2 separate regions of the Mus musculus genome follow, and region 1 is linked to region 2. A link is a contact called in public HiChIP or PLAC-seq data. All regions are on one chromosome and are shown on one strand. The core of a region is the stretch at or near the end of the contact, and the rest is flanking DNA. Distances in the headings are between cores, read along the strand shown.

What was found. HiChIP or PLAC-seq counts read pairs in DNA pulled down with a chosen protein or histone mark.
Region 1: an HNF4G HiChIP or PLAC-seq map of pancreatic cancer cells shows a contact between it and region 2. The contact joins two enhancer-like sites. A contact is called at or near these places in 1 of 39 promoter capture datasets (stem cell-derived epiblast-like cells) and 1 of 115 datasets of contacts at active chromatin or transcription factors (pancreatic cancer cells).

The regions. Positions count from the first base shown.
Region 1 is chr3:104,703,868-104,709,495 of GRCm38.p6, reverse strand. No RefSeq gene overlaps it. Among named protein-coding and RNA genes, the nearest start is that of Gm34548, 26 kb to the right of the region's middle. Within about 2 kb of position 2,160, at least 46 of the 459 cell types and tissues checked have an H3K27ac peak or open chromatin away from gene starts, as enhancers often do. A contact at or near this core is called in pancreatic cancer cells, where this site is marked.
Region 2 is chr3:104,284,744-104,290,983 of GRCm38.p6, reverse strand. No RefSeq gene overlaps it. Among named protein-coding and RNA genes, the nearest start is that of Magi3, 67 kb to the right of the region's middle. Within about 2 kb of position 1,508, at least 33 of the 459 cell types and tissues checked have an H3K27ac peak or open chromatin away from gene starts, as enhancers often do. A contact at or near this core is called in pancreatic cancer cells, where this site is marked.

The DNA of each region.
Region 1 (5,628 bases), core at 911-3,410, 420 kb before region 2:
TCAGCTAGCTGATAATAAAACCTCTTGCAGTTTGCATCAGGTGTGGTTTTCTCTCGAGTCATTGGAGTGCTGGCCAGCTCATCCCAGGACTTGAGCGGAGGCCCAGCTTTGGGGGTCTTACAGTACCTATCATGCCCTAGACCCTAGGTTCATTTCCCTATCATTACTTAAAACCAGGGGTAGTTGCTCATGCCTGTAAACCCAGCAGTCTAGAAGCACACACCCGGTCCTGCCTTTTCCTCATGTTCCAGTATTTTTTAGGGAGATCCTATGAGGCCAAATAATACCTAATCTTGGATATGCATAAAATGCTGGATTTTAAAATTTTGGTGAGAAAATGTCTCAAGGTTGTAGGAGGAAGAGAGTCTAGCTTGAGGAAAGCCAGCTGGGAATAAAGGAGCCCTGACTCTGCTGGGGACAGCTCTGGAGTGAAGGGACAATGCAAGAAAAGAAGGGGAACTGAGGTCCTGGTAACAAGGCTGCAGGGTGGATCTGGCCCACATGGGCGCCCAACTCGGCCACAGCTGGGCTGATGCAGCCTGGGATGGAGCCTGGGATGGGAAGGGACTGTCCCACGTGCCTATAAACCGGACTGGTCCCTCTCTCCAGGTTTCTTTCCTTTTCTTTTGACATCAGGTCATTATGTAGTTCTTATTGGCCAGGAACTCACCATGTAGACCAAGCTGGCCCCAAACTCACAAAGATTTACCAGCCTCCGCCTCCGCCTCCGCCTCCGCCTCCGAGGCTGGGACCTAGGGCATGAGCCACTTACACCCAGCACTTTAGGTTTCTCAAAGGAAAGTTACTGTGGGGTCCCTCTGGCCCCTGGAAACACCTGACTTTTAGGCCCTGAGGAATGCGTGCAGCTGTAATCCGGGCTTTGTGCCCTGAGGGTATTGATATTAGGTTGGTTATGTCAAGGATTTGTGCTGAAAGTGGCTTGGGGTGCTAGGTGCTTAGAAAGTCTCTTTCAGTCATGTATTGGGGGCTCCTTCATGACTGTTACCCTTCCTGCTCAGGTAACTGAGAGTGTGGGGACAAAGAAATGGCCAGCCTCAGCCAGATCTCTGAGTTTGAGGTCAGTCTGGGCTACAAAGCAAGTTCCAGGACAGCGAAGGTGACACAGAGAAGACTTGTCTCAAAAAACAAAAGCAAAAACAAAAGCAAAAAAATCCCAAAGGGCTGGAGAGATGGCTCAGCAGTTAAGAGTGCTTGCCCCTGAAGGTGGAAATGAGTATTTTTACACTGGCCATATTAGAGGTCCCTTCTGCCCATTTAAGACAGGCCAGGGAGTCACCTTTAACATTCGGAATTGCAAGCTTTTTACACTAACCAATCTGCTTTGGGCTCTGTCTGCCCCCCCCCCCCCCTTAGTCTACATGCTGCTGCTATAAGGTGTGGCTTCCTCTTACTTGCTATTGAACCTCCTGGGCTCAGCACAGCACTTGCACACTGCAGGCATGGATTACTAACAGCAGGAATAGGGACAGGAGTCCACATTTACTCAGCTCTTGTGGTTGAATGCCAGGAACTGTTCCGGGTGCCCTCCAGGCATAACACTGTCCACACCAGGCCCAGGAGCAGACCCAGCCCACCCCCACCTCTTTCCTGTCTCTCCCTAGCAAAGGCTTTTTAAAGACTGCACTTCCTCTGCCATTGCCTCATGCAGGCCCCTGCAGACAGGATCAATATTGAGACCCTCACATGGGATCTGGAAGGGGGAAATGGGATGAGACCATGGTGTCCTGTTACTGTGGTTGTGCTCTGGCCAGCAGGGCCATGCAGATGTGAGCTCTTTCCTGCAGCAGGGTCTGGTACCCAGTTACCACCTCAGAGCCAGAGGACAGTTGGCAGCTGTGATGACACTGTGTCTTCTGGCACACAGCCAGATGGGTGGAGCCTGGACCTCAGCAGGGCTCCTGGTAGCTTTGGATACTCAGCAGCTTCCCTCCCATGTTCAGACAGAGAAGAGGACCCTCTGGGGCTCAGCCCTGCCTCTACCTCTGCCTCCAGCCCCACCCCTATCTCAAACCACTTTCTCTTCAGAACTCCTGCAGTGGCTGCAGGGAGCTGAACCCTACTGACTCACATGTGCAAGGAGCATTAGTTTTACAGGCCCAGAGCCATGAGGCCAGTGAGTGACAGGCTTGACCTCAGGTTTTCCTGACCTCAATCCTCACCCTTCCTCACAAGAGATATTGATGCTGGGTGCCAGATGAGGGAGGGTGACACGAGGGCTCCAAGGCAGAGTTTTGGGCTGACCCCATGACCCCATACCAGCAGGTCTTGCCACACATGGTGCTTGGTCCTGCCACCTGAGCACTACCCCAGCACAGCTTCCTGGCGACAGTCCCGAGGCTGGCATGATTCATATGGAGCCGAGGGAGTACAAGGCTGCCTGGGAGAGCCAGGCTCACTAAGCACCAACATGGTGGTACTAGGGGCTGCCAGCCCAGATGGGTGGTGTTACAGAAATGCTTCAGAGGTCGTTTCAAAACTGAGGAGATCAGAGCTAAGGGGACGTGTCACCAGGCTCATGGCTTAGGAGGCTAGCTTAGGTGACCACCTTGGTTTCATCAATATCTCAGGGTTGAATGGCACTCAGATTCTAAACTAGCATGTCTCCTCCTCACCCGAGTGTGCACCAGGACACCTAATGGATACTGTTCCATCAACTGCCTGGGCTGGAACGTTCCTGCCTGTCTATGGAGAAGACAAGGCCTGTTGTATGGTCAGGACAGTAAATCAAAGTTGCTGGTTGATGCCCAGGTGGCTCAAATGACACGGACCTTGGTCTGAGAACTCCAAAGGCATTGAGATAAGGAAGCCAGGTGGGATCTCCAGTTATTCACTCACTGTCTTACACATTCAACAAATATTTGAGCACCACTACATACCTCACCCTTGGCTGCTCCCCAGAAATGGAATGTTCAGACATTCTGAGGCTATCACATTCCCTGGAGGAAAGCATTTTCCTGTTTCCTTGGTGACTACTTCTCCTTTCACTGATTATCTCAGGCAGGTGAGTTCCATGTTTCTTTTTTTCTTTCTTTTCTTTCCTTCTCTCCTTCCTTCCTTCCTTCCTTCCTTCCTTCCTTCCTTCCTTCCTTCCTTCCAGTCTCTAATTATTTATTTATTTTATGTATGTGAGTACAATGTTGCTATCTTCAAACACACCAGAAAATGGCATCAGATACCATTACAGATGGTTGTGAGCCACCATGTGGTTGCTGGGAATTGAACTCAGGACCGCTGGAAGAGCAACCAGTGCTTTTAACCGCTGAGCCATCTCTCTAGGCCCTGTTTCTTTCTTTCTTTCCACAATTTCTTTAGATGTGTCCTAGGACCACCTGTTTGGTTATCAGGTTATCAGGACTCAACGTCACTGTTAACAGTGCACTTACCAAGATAAGGCACCAAGGTGGATTTCTGATGGAAAGAAAGGAAGGAGAGAAGGAAAGAAAAGAAAACAAAGCCAGGCATGGTGGTGTATGCCTTTGATCCCAGCACTTGGGAGGCAGAGGCAGGCAGATTTCTGAGTTCGAGGCCAGCCTGGTCTACAAAGTGTGTTCCAGGGCAGCCAGGGCTATACAGAGAAACCCTGTCTCGAAAAACCAAAAAAAGAAAAGAAAGGAAAGGAAAAGAAGAGAAAAAGAAGAGAAAAAAGTTCCCGGATGGTCATAGCTATTTACACAGAGAAACCTTATCTCAAAAATAAATAAATAAATAAATAAATAAATAAATAAATAAATGAAACTATCTCACCAGGAGGTGGCACGTCTTTAGTCCCAGCACTTGGAAGGCAGAGGCAGGTGAATCTCTGAGTTTCAAGCCAGCCTGTGCTACAGAGTAAGTTCTAGGACAGCTAGAGATACAACAGAGAAACCCTGTCTCAAACAAACAAAGAAAGTGCCACCGACAACCCCAGTTGGATATGGGGGTCCCTGGAATGAGAGTCCTTGAAGCTAGGTGGGTAAGGATTCGGTGGTGACAAACAGAAACAAACACAGAGCCAGTTTGAATCTGAGTGTATTTTGCAGCTCTCAAGCAGGGGATTTTACACATTAAAACAAACAAACAAACAAACATTACAACTCTTAGAAACTGTATCCAGTGAAACAATCACAAATATCAACAAAAATCATTCGACATAGTAAAGCATAAAAATCATCCAAGCATTACAACTCTGATACTATGTATTCAGTGAATCATAAGCAGAACAGGTAACATCATTATTAATGTAAAGCATCAAAATGTAACAATTCTAAAAGGATGTATTCAGTGGGGCAGTCATCCAAGACTAGAGGCATATTTCCAAGAGCAGGTTAATAAATCTTTATGCTCAATTATTGTTTAACATTTAATGTCTGATTTTTTATAAATCTTCAATAATAAATTTAAACTATTTTAATTCTTTCTAACTAAGACTTTCTTTACCATATACCAAAACCCACCTCTGATGACACATGTGTAGCCATATGAAATTTTATTGTTGGAAAAGTTTTTATCTATCATAATAATTTTGTAAATGATTTAGAAAGTAAACCATTGGTTTCCCTGGGGATAAGGTCATGTGAGTGGCCCCATCTCAGGGGATGGCTTCTTACCCATTATTCTCACTTAAGATGTTGGCCTAGGTTCCCAGGAACATGTAAATAAGAAAAAGAATAAGAGAAAACAAAACAGATAGATTGCCATGAGGACTACGGCTCAATAATTTTTCTCCGGCGAAGAGTTCCACAAGCGGTTCCAGGAGGCCTCCCCCTTTTGAGGTCGATCGCCTCAGTCTGTAGAACTTGTCACACAGATCCTACTGGAGGTGGTGTGGCAAGAAAGGGTATATCTCGCTGGGCATGGTGGCACAGACCTTTAATCCCAGCACTTGGGAGGCAGAGGCAGGCAGATCTCGGTGAGCTCAAGGCCAGCCTGGTCTACATAGAGTTCCAGGACAGCCAGCAGTACATAGAGAGAGACCCTGTCATAGAACAAAAGGAGTATGTCCCAGCAGGGGAGAGTTACCTCTCTGAGTTCCTTATATCTTTGGATGTATAGTGTTTCTTTCCACCTTCTGGCTTCAATTACCAGCAACCACATGGTGGCTCACAACCACCTGTAATGGGATCTGATGCCCCCTTCTGGTGTGTCTGAAGACAGTGACAGTGCACTCACATGCATAAAATAAATAAATAAATCTTAAAAAAGAAAAAGAGAACCTCTGGAAAACAACAGCAGTGGGTTTCCACAATTCATTCTCACAATGATAGTGTGCTTGTTTTATCAATGCCAACCAGTCCATCTGCTCGAGAATGCTCTGCAGACCTTCCATCGCCCTCCCCAGACTGGTGTAGAGACCATGTGATGCCTGGCCTTGGCCTCATCCCAGCTCTTGACTACAGTTCAGTCTGAGAGCACAGACCCTGCAGGTGCTTGGTCTTCATTTTGTTCACTGCTAGGTCCTCCCCACCTAGCAGAGTCAAAAGCATGCGCACGAAAGAGTGAAGGCTAATCATAGCTATTTTTTGTTTGTTTGTTTGTTGTTCATTTTGGTTTTAGGATTTGGTTGGAATTTTTTTGGTTTGTGTTTTTGTTTGTTTGTTTGTTTGTTTGTAGAGCCACTACATCCTGCTC
Region 2 (6,240 bases), core at 259-2,758:
AGTTGGCCATCACTGGAAAGAGAGGCCCATTGGACAGGCAAATTTTATATGCCCCAGTACAGGGGAACACCAGGGCCAAAAAATGGGAATGGGTGGGTAGGGGAGTGGGGAGGGGAGGGTGTGGGGGACTTTTGGGATAGCATTGGAAATGTAATTGAGGAAAATACGTAATAAAAAATATATTAAAAAAATAGCCAGCCCTGAAAACATACATACTAACATACTAGTAACATTATACAGATGGAGCAGGCTAGATTTAGAAATGTATACATATATATGTATATGTGTGTATACACACACACACACACACACACACATACATATATATTCACACATTTCAAAATATATGTATATATTCTAAATATATGTATGTATATATATGTAATAATAATTAAGAAAGGAAGACATGAGTTTGAAGGAGTGAGGAGGGGTACATGGAAAGGGGAAGGGAGAAATGTTGAAATTATTTTATAATCTCAAAATTTGCCCATCAGAACCTTGCATTTTATGAGGGAATTGGAGAATATAAACTATTACAAGAAAATAGCTATAACCTGCTATGGCTTATTAGTCTAGTTTCATTTTTGTTGCTATGATAATACATAACGAAAGGCGACTTGCAAGGAGAAGGGTTTATTTGGTTTACAGTTCCAGGTTATAGTCTCACTGTGGGGAAGTCAAGGCAGGAACTTGAGGCTGCTGGCTAGTCACAAAGCATGCACCATCAGAGAAAAATGAACACTGAACGTATTTGTGCTCACCTGCTTGCTTGTGCTCAGTCCAATTTCTCTTCTCTTACACAGCTCAGGAGCCTGTGCTCACAGTGGGTTGAGTCTCCCCACATCCATTAAGACAAGCCTCCACAAGCATGCCCACAGGTCATCACACACAATACAGTCAATCCCTTACTGAGACTCTTCCTGGATGATTCTAGGTTGTGTCAAGTTGACAAAACCATCAAAGATACGCTAAGTTAGTATTAGAATCTTGGTATTTATAACTTGATTCCCAAGATTTTCTTATCAAGACCCTTATTGAGCAATGGCTACATTTTCTTTGAATATAGAATTTGTTCCAAAGAACTTTGCAATCCACTAGAAGGCAAGACAAGTTGATTTATAGTGCTAATCACCTTCTATGTGCGATCCATTTGTAATATACCCATCCTAATCATGATCTTACGATAATTTGGTCTAGTAAGCATGCACACACACACACACACACACACACACACACACACACACACACCCCGAGAGAGAGAGAGAGAGAGAGAGAGAGAGAGAGAGGGGGGGGGGGAGGGAGAGGGAGAGGGAGAGGGAGAGAGAGAGAGAGAGAGACTTGTATTTTATAGATGGGAAAATCCAAGTATCTGGAGTTGCTTGGTAAAGTTTTGTAACTCCTACCCCAGCACCCTGTCTCTCCTAGGTTAAAAAGCACACAGTGGTGTTTGTATTAAGGCTTGCTGTGCGGCCCAGAATGGTTACATAGATTAATCGGTCTTAAGTGATTCAGAAGCACTGAGTAAACAGGGGTGTGTATGCACGAATGAACAATCACATACCAAACAGCTTCCAGCCCTAGACATATTTGAAGAAGGGTGCTCTAGGAAGAATTCTAAAAGCTAAGCTCCAGAAGTATGAGTTTATGCAACAGTCTTATTAATATTCTACAAGACTATTTAAAATTGATGGGGATACTACATTGTATCACTAAAAATCCAGAGGACAATAAGAACTCTTTTTAGCTACCAGTGCTGCACGAAGGCTGGGTTCAGGCAGCTCCTAAAGCAAACACTGGACTGCTTTAGGATTTCTGTATAATCATTAATGTATTTGTAAAAAGAGCACAAATAGAGAGGAGTGAGACTGTAGCAGGCAGCCACACTGGTCGTTGTAGGAGAAAGGATCCAAATGAGGAATAGATTTGGGCATTCTTTTTTCCCTTGGAATAATCTGAACCATTGTCTCTGAACTTTCTTTTTTAAATATAAATAAGATGGTCACACAGATGCCAATACTTTAAAAAATTATAATACTGAAAAAAAAATCTAGCAGCTGGTTCATGGTGATGCATGGCTGAGGCCAGAAGACTGTGCTCCAGGCCAGTCTGGGTTGCACTGTAAGGCTCTGTCTCAAAAGAGCAAACAAAACGAAAGGAAACGGATTCCTCTGATGATCCAAAAGGTTTTCAAAATAATAGTTCAACTGATGCTTCTGTTGGTAGAGGCAGCAGGGAAAGACCAAAGTACAGAAAGCGCCATGACTTATACTGCTGCTCATTGTCCATTTTCCTGTTCTCTTTCATTTCTTTTGTCTGTCTGTCTGTCTTCCTGCCTGCCTACCTGCCTGCCTGCCTACCTACCTACCTGGCTACCTGCCTCCCTCCCTCCCTCCCAACCTCCCTCCCTCTCTATTTACATCCCAAATGTTGCCCCTCCCAGTCCCCCCTCACAGAGTTCCTTCTCCATGTCCCTCCTCTTCACATCTGAGAGGAACAGCTCCCCAATCACCACCTTATCCCCCCACCCTGGTGCATCAAGTCTCTGCAGGATTAGGTGCATCCTCTCCCACTGAGGCCAGACAAGACAGCCCTCCTCTATATAAGTGTTGGGGGTGGGGCTTGGACCAGCCTGTGTATGCTCTTTGATTGGTAGCTCAGTGTCTGGGAGCTCCCAGGGGTTCTCCTGCTTTTCTTAGGGAGTCTTGAACCCACTGCCCAAAAAGCACCATGACTTCTCTGAAAACTTTCTGCTTTTGTCAGCCCAAGTTTGCTTCAGCCTTTATGTAAGAAAACCCCAAGATTTATTTGCATTGCAAATTCCAGTGGTTTGCCTGGTAGAGAGGAAACCCAGCCTGCTTTTTGTTAGATAATTAAGAGTGGTTTGTATCTTGTACAAACATTCCTCTTGTTCACTAGGAGAAATGTAGTGGAATATACAGATGTAGAATTTCTACAGTTTCTGCTGCCTCTTCAGGAGAAACCCAGATGGGACAGGGCAAGAACCTGAGAATTCTAGGTCAGCATTTAACAAAGCTGTTTTGTAGTGAGCCCAAAAGTAAATATTTTATTGTTTGCAGGCTGTATGTATGGTCTTTGTTTTAATGATTCAACTCTCTCAAAGTGGTAGTGCCAAAGAAGCCACAAGAAAGTGTGGTTGTGTTTCAGTAAAACTTTACTGATTAAACCTAGCATGCCAGGTATGGCCAGTTTGGCCCATGTTCTAGAGCAGCGATTCTCAACCTTTCTCATGCTGAGGCTCTTTAATACAGTTCTTCATGTTGTGGTGACTCCAATCATAAAATTATCTTCATTGCTACTTTATAACTGTAAGTTTGCTACTGTTATAAACTGTGTTTCCCCATGATCTTCGGTGACCCTTGTGAAAGGGTCCTTCAATCCCATTTGAGGGGTCACGAACCACAATTTGAGAACCACTGTTCTAGAGTTTGGACCAAACTCTTTCCCTTCAGAAGGAGTCAGGTCGTCCTGTATCTGGACAGCTTTTCTTGTATGTCTACACAGTGATTTCTTGAAATTCTTATCTTGCTACCACCACCATTTTCAGCGTGGACCATGGCCGAAGCATCTCTCTGGTTCTGCCTTGCCCTTTCTACCAAATGGTTCCATGTGGCAGCCCACCCTCACCTCTTGAGTCTTTCTTATAAAGTATAAACCCAATCGTATCATTCTCCAATCGTATCTTTGCCTAACGTTCAGAATAAACCAAGTGGCTTACCTTGGCCTCTGTGCCACCAAACCCTGTTTAGTTTCTCTGACCTCAATTCCTGCTACTCTTTAGCCATGAAGACTTCTCAGTGCTTTCCAAACAAACAAAGGCCCACGTTAGGGCCCTTGCACTGGATTTTAGTTCTGCCCCCCAGGCATCTGCTCCTTCTCCTCATACAGGTTTCTGCTTATCTGTCACACTCCCACACTCCATGCACACACACACACACACACACACACACACACACACACACACATCTGATTTACTTTATTCCATATCATCCAGTACTATCGTTCCAAATGTATGTGTGTAATTCTTTTTACCATTTGCTCCCAAACGTGCCAGTTTTACAGCAAAAGGAATTTATGTGCCTTGTTCACTATTGTAATCCCCTATGCCTAGAGCAGTGGCTTGTGTATATCAGGCACTCTGTGTTTGTTGGATACATGATGAATGTGACTGTCCTTTGCAGCTTTTGAAACTGCACTCAGTCTTCCATGTAACAACCCTTCTGTGCATACAGGCAAGCTCTGCATTCCTCCCAAATCTTCCAATATGCAAGGACATGTCATATTCACACCCATGCCATTTTGCATTAGTCCCTTAGGCCCTAAGTTTTTACTTTACTCTGCCTGACCATCAGATTACACCTGCCCCTAACCACTCTGTTTCCCTTTAGGGACCTATATTCTCGGGGGTTTGCTCAGGTCCCTGTGCATATAGATAAAATACCACATATACGGGCATTAGCTATTCATTTAAGCTGTTAAGCATCTGAATCCCTCTTTGTGACTGAGGAGTCCCCACCTGGGGAGAGGGACCCCTGTATTCAGCATAGCATCTGAACAACTCCTGTGCTCCCCTTCCCAAACACCTGTGCAAGCAAGCATGCTGGCATGTGCTCTGAGGACCATCAACTGGATGCTCTGACTAAACATTACAGCACAAGCCACTATGGCTAAGAAGCAGCAACTGCCCCATACAGCAACGAGGGTAGTGTCTTAATTAGCTTCTCTGTTGCTATGGTAAAACACCACTACCAAAAACAACTTGGGAAAGAAGGGATTTCTTTTTCTTCTTTTTCTTTTTTCAATTAACCATTTTATTTGTTTACATGTCAAATGATATCCCCTTTCCTGGTTACCCTGACACAAACCCTCCATCCCATCCCCCATCTCCTCCCTCCCCTTTGCCTCCACCCACTCACCCACTCCGGCCTCACCACTCTAGCATCCCCCTATGCTGGGGCATCAAGCCTTCACAGGGCCTCCCCTCCCATTGGTGCTAGATGATGTGGTCCCTGCTACATATGTATCTGGAGCCATGGGTCCCTCCATGTGTACTCTTTGGTTGGTGGTTTAGTCTCTGGGAGCTCTGGTTGTTCTGGTTAGTTGATATTGTTGTTCTTCCTATGGAGTTGTAATCCCTTTCAGCTCCTTTATTCCTTCCCCTAGCTCTTCCACTGGGGTCCCCTGGCTCATCTGATGGTTGACTGTGAGTACCTGCATCTGTATTGGCCAAGTGTTGGTAGAACCTCTCAGGGAACAGCCATACCAGGCTCCTGTCAGCACACACTTCTTGGCATCAGCAATAGAGTCGGGGTTTGGTGTCTGCATGTTGGATGGATCCCTAGGTGGGACTGTCTCTGGATGACCTTTCCTTCAGTCTCTGTTCCATTTTTTTGTCCCTGTCTTCCCGTTAGAGAGGATGCAAGGCAGAGGTTCTAGAGGCCCCAACCCTTACGTCTTCAAACTTGCCAGAGGAACTTTATGTTTATTATTTAGTTTATTGTGTTAGGATGTTAGCTCTTACAGAGCAGGGACCTTCATTTTGTTTATTTGATATCCCAAGCACATAGTAGGAGGTTGATGAATACATCTGAGTAAATGCACACAGTTGATTTTTTTTATTATTATTAAGGAATCAAGAGAAAATGTGATCTCACAGGAAAAAACACATTACCCAGGGTCTGGAGGGGATCTTACAGGCACTCTTTAATAGAGGGGAGGGTGTCTATGAGTTAAGGGCATTGGGGCAGGGCTCATAGAAATTAATGAAGACTTCTCTAAAATAGGGTTTGCTTCCCCTTTTTGTGCTTCTGTGAGATTTTTGGATGTGTCATGGAGTTAGATACATGGTAGGAGCAGACAGAATTGCAAGGTTCATGATGCAGAGATGCCACTGTAAGGAAACAATGAACAGTTAGGAGGAGCCTTGGCCTTGTTGGTCCTAGCACGAGGCTCATTTGGCCAGATTGGTCCCAGCCAGTTTTTGGTGGTCTCGTATCTTCACTGTTTGAGTGGTCCTGTGACGGCCTGCTAGAACACTGCTCTGCGTTAGCTCCTCTAGCAGTTGCTGGTTTTATTTTTCGTGTTTTGTTTTGTTTTGTTTTGTTTTGTTTTGTTTTGTTGTTTTGTTTTGTTTCCTGGCCTCTTTCTTTGCCTATCCAGCCTATTTCGATTTCCCCCTCAGAGACTCTCTTAATCTTAGGAGTATTTTCCATAATTCCAGCT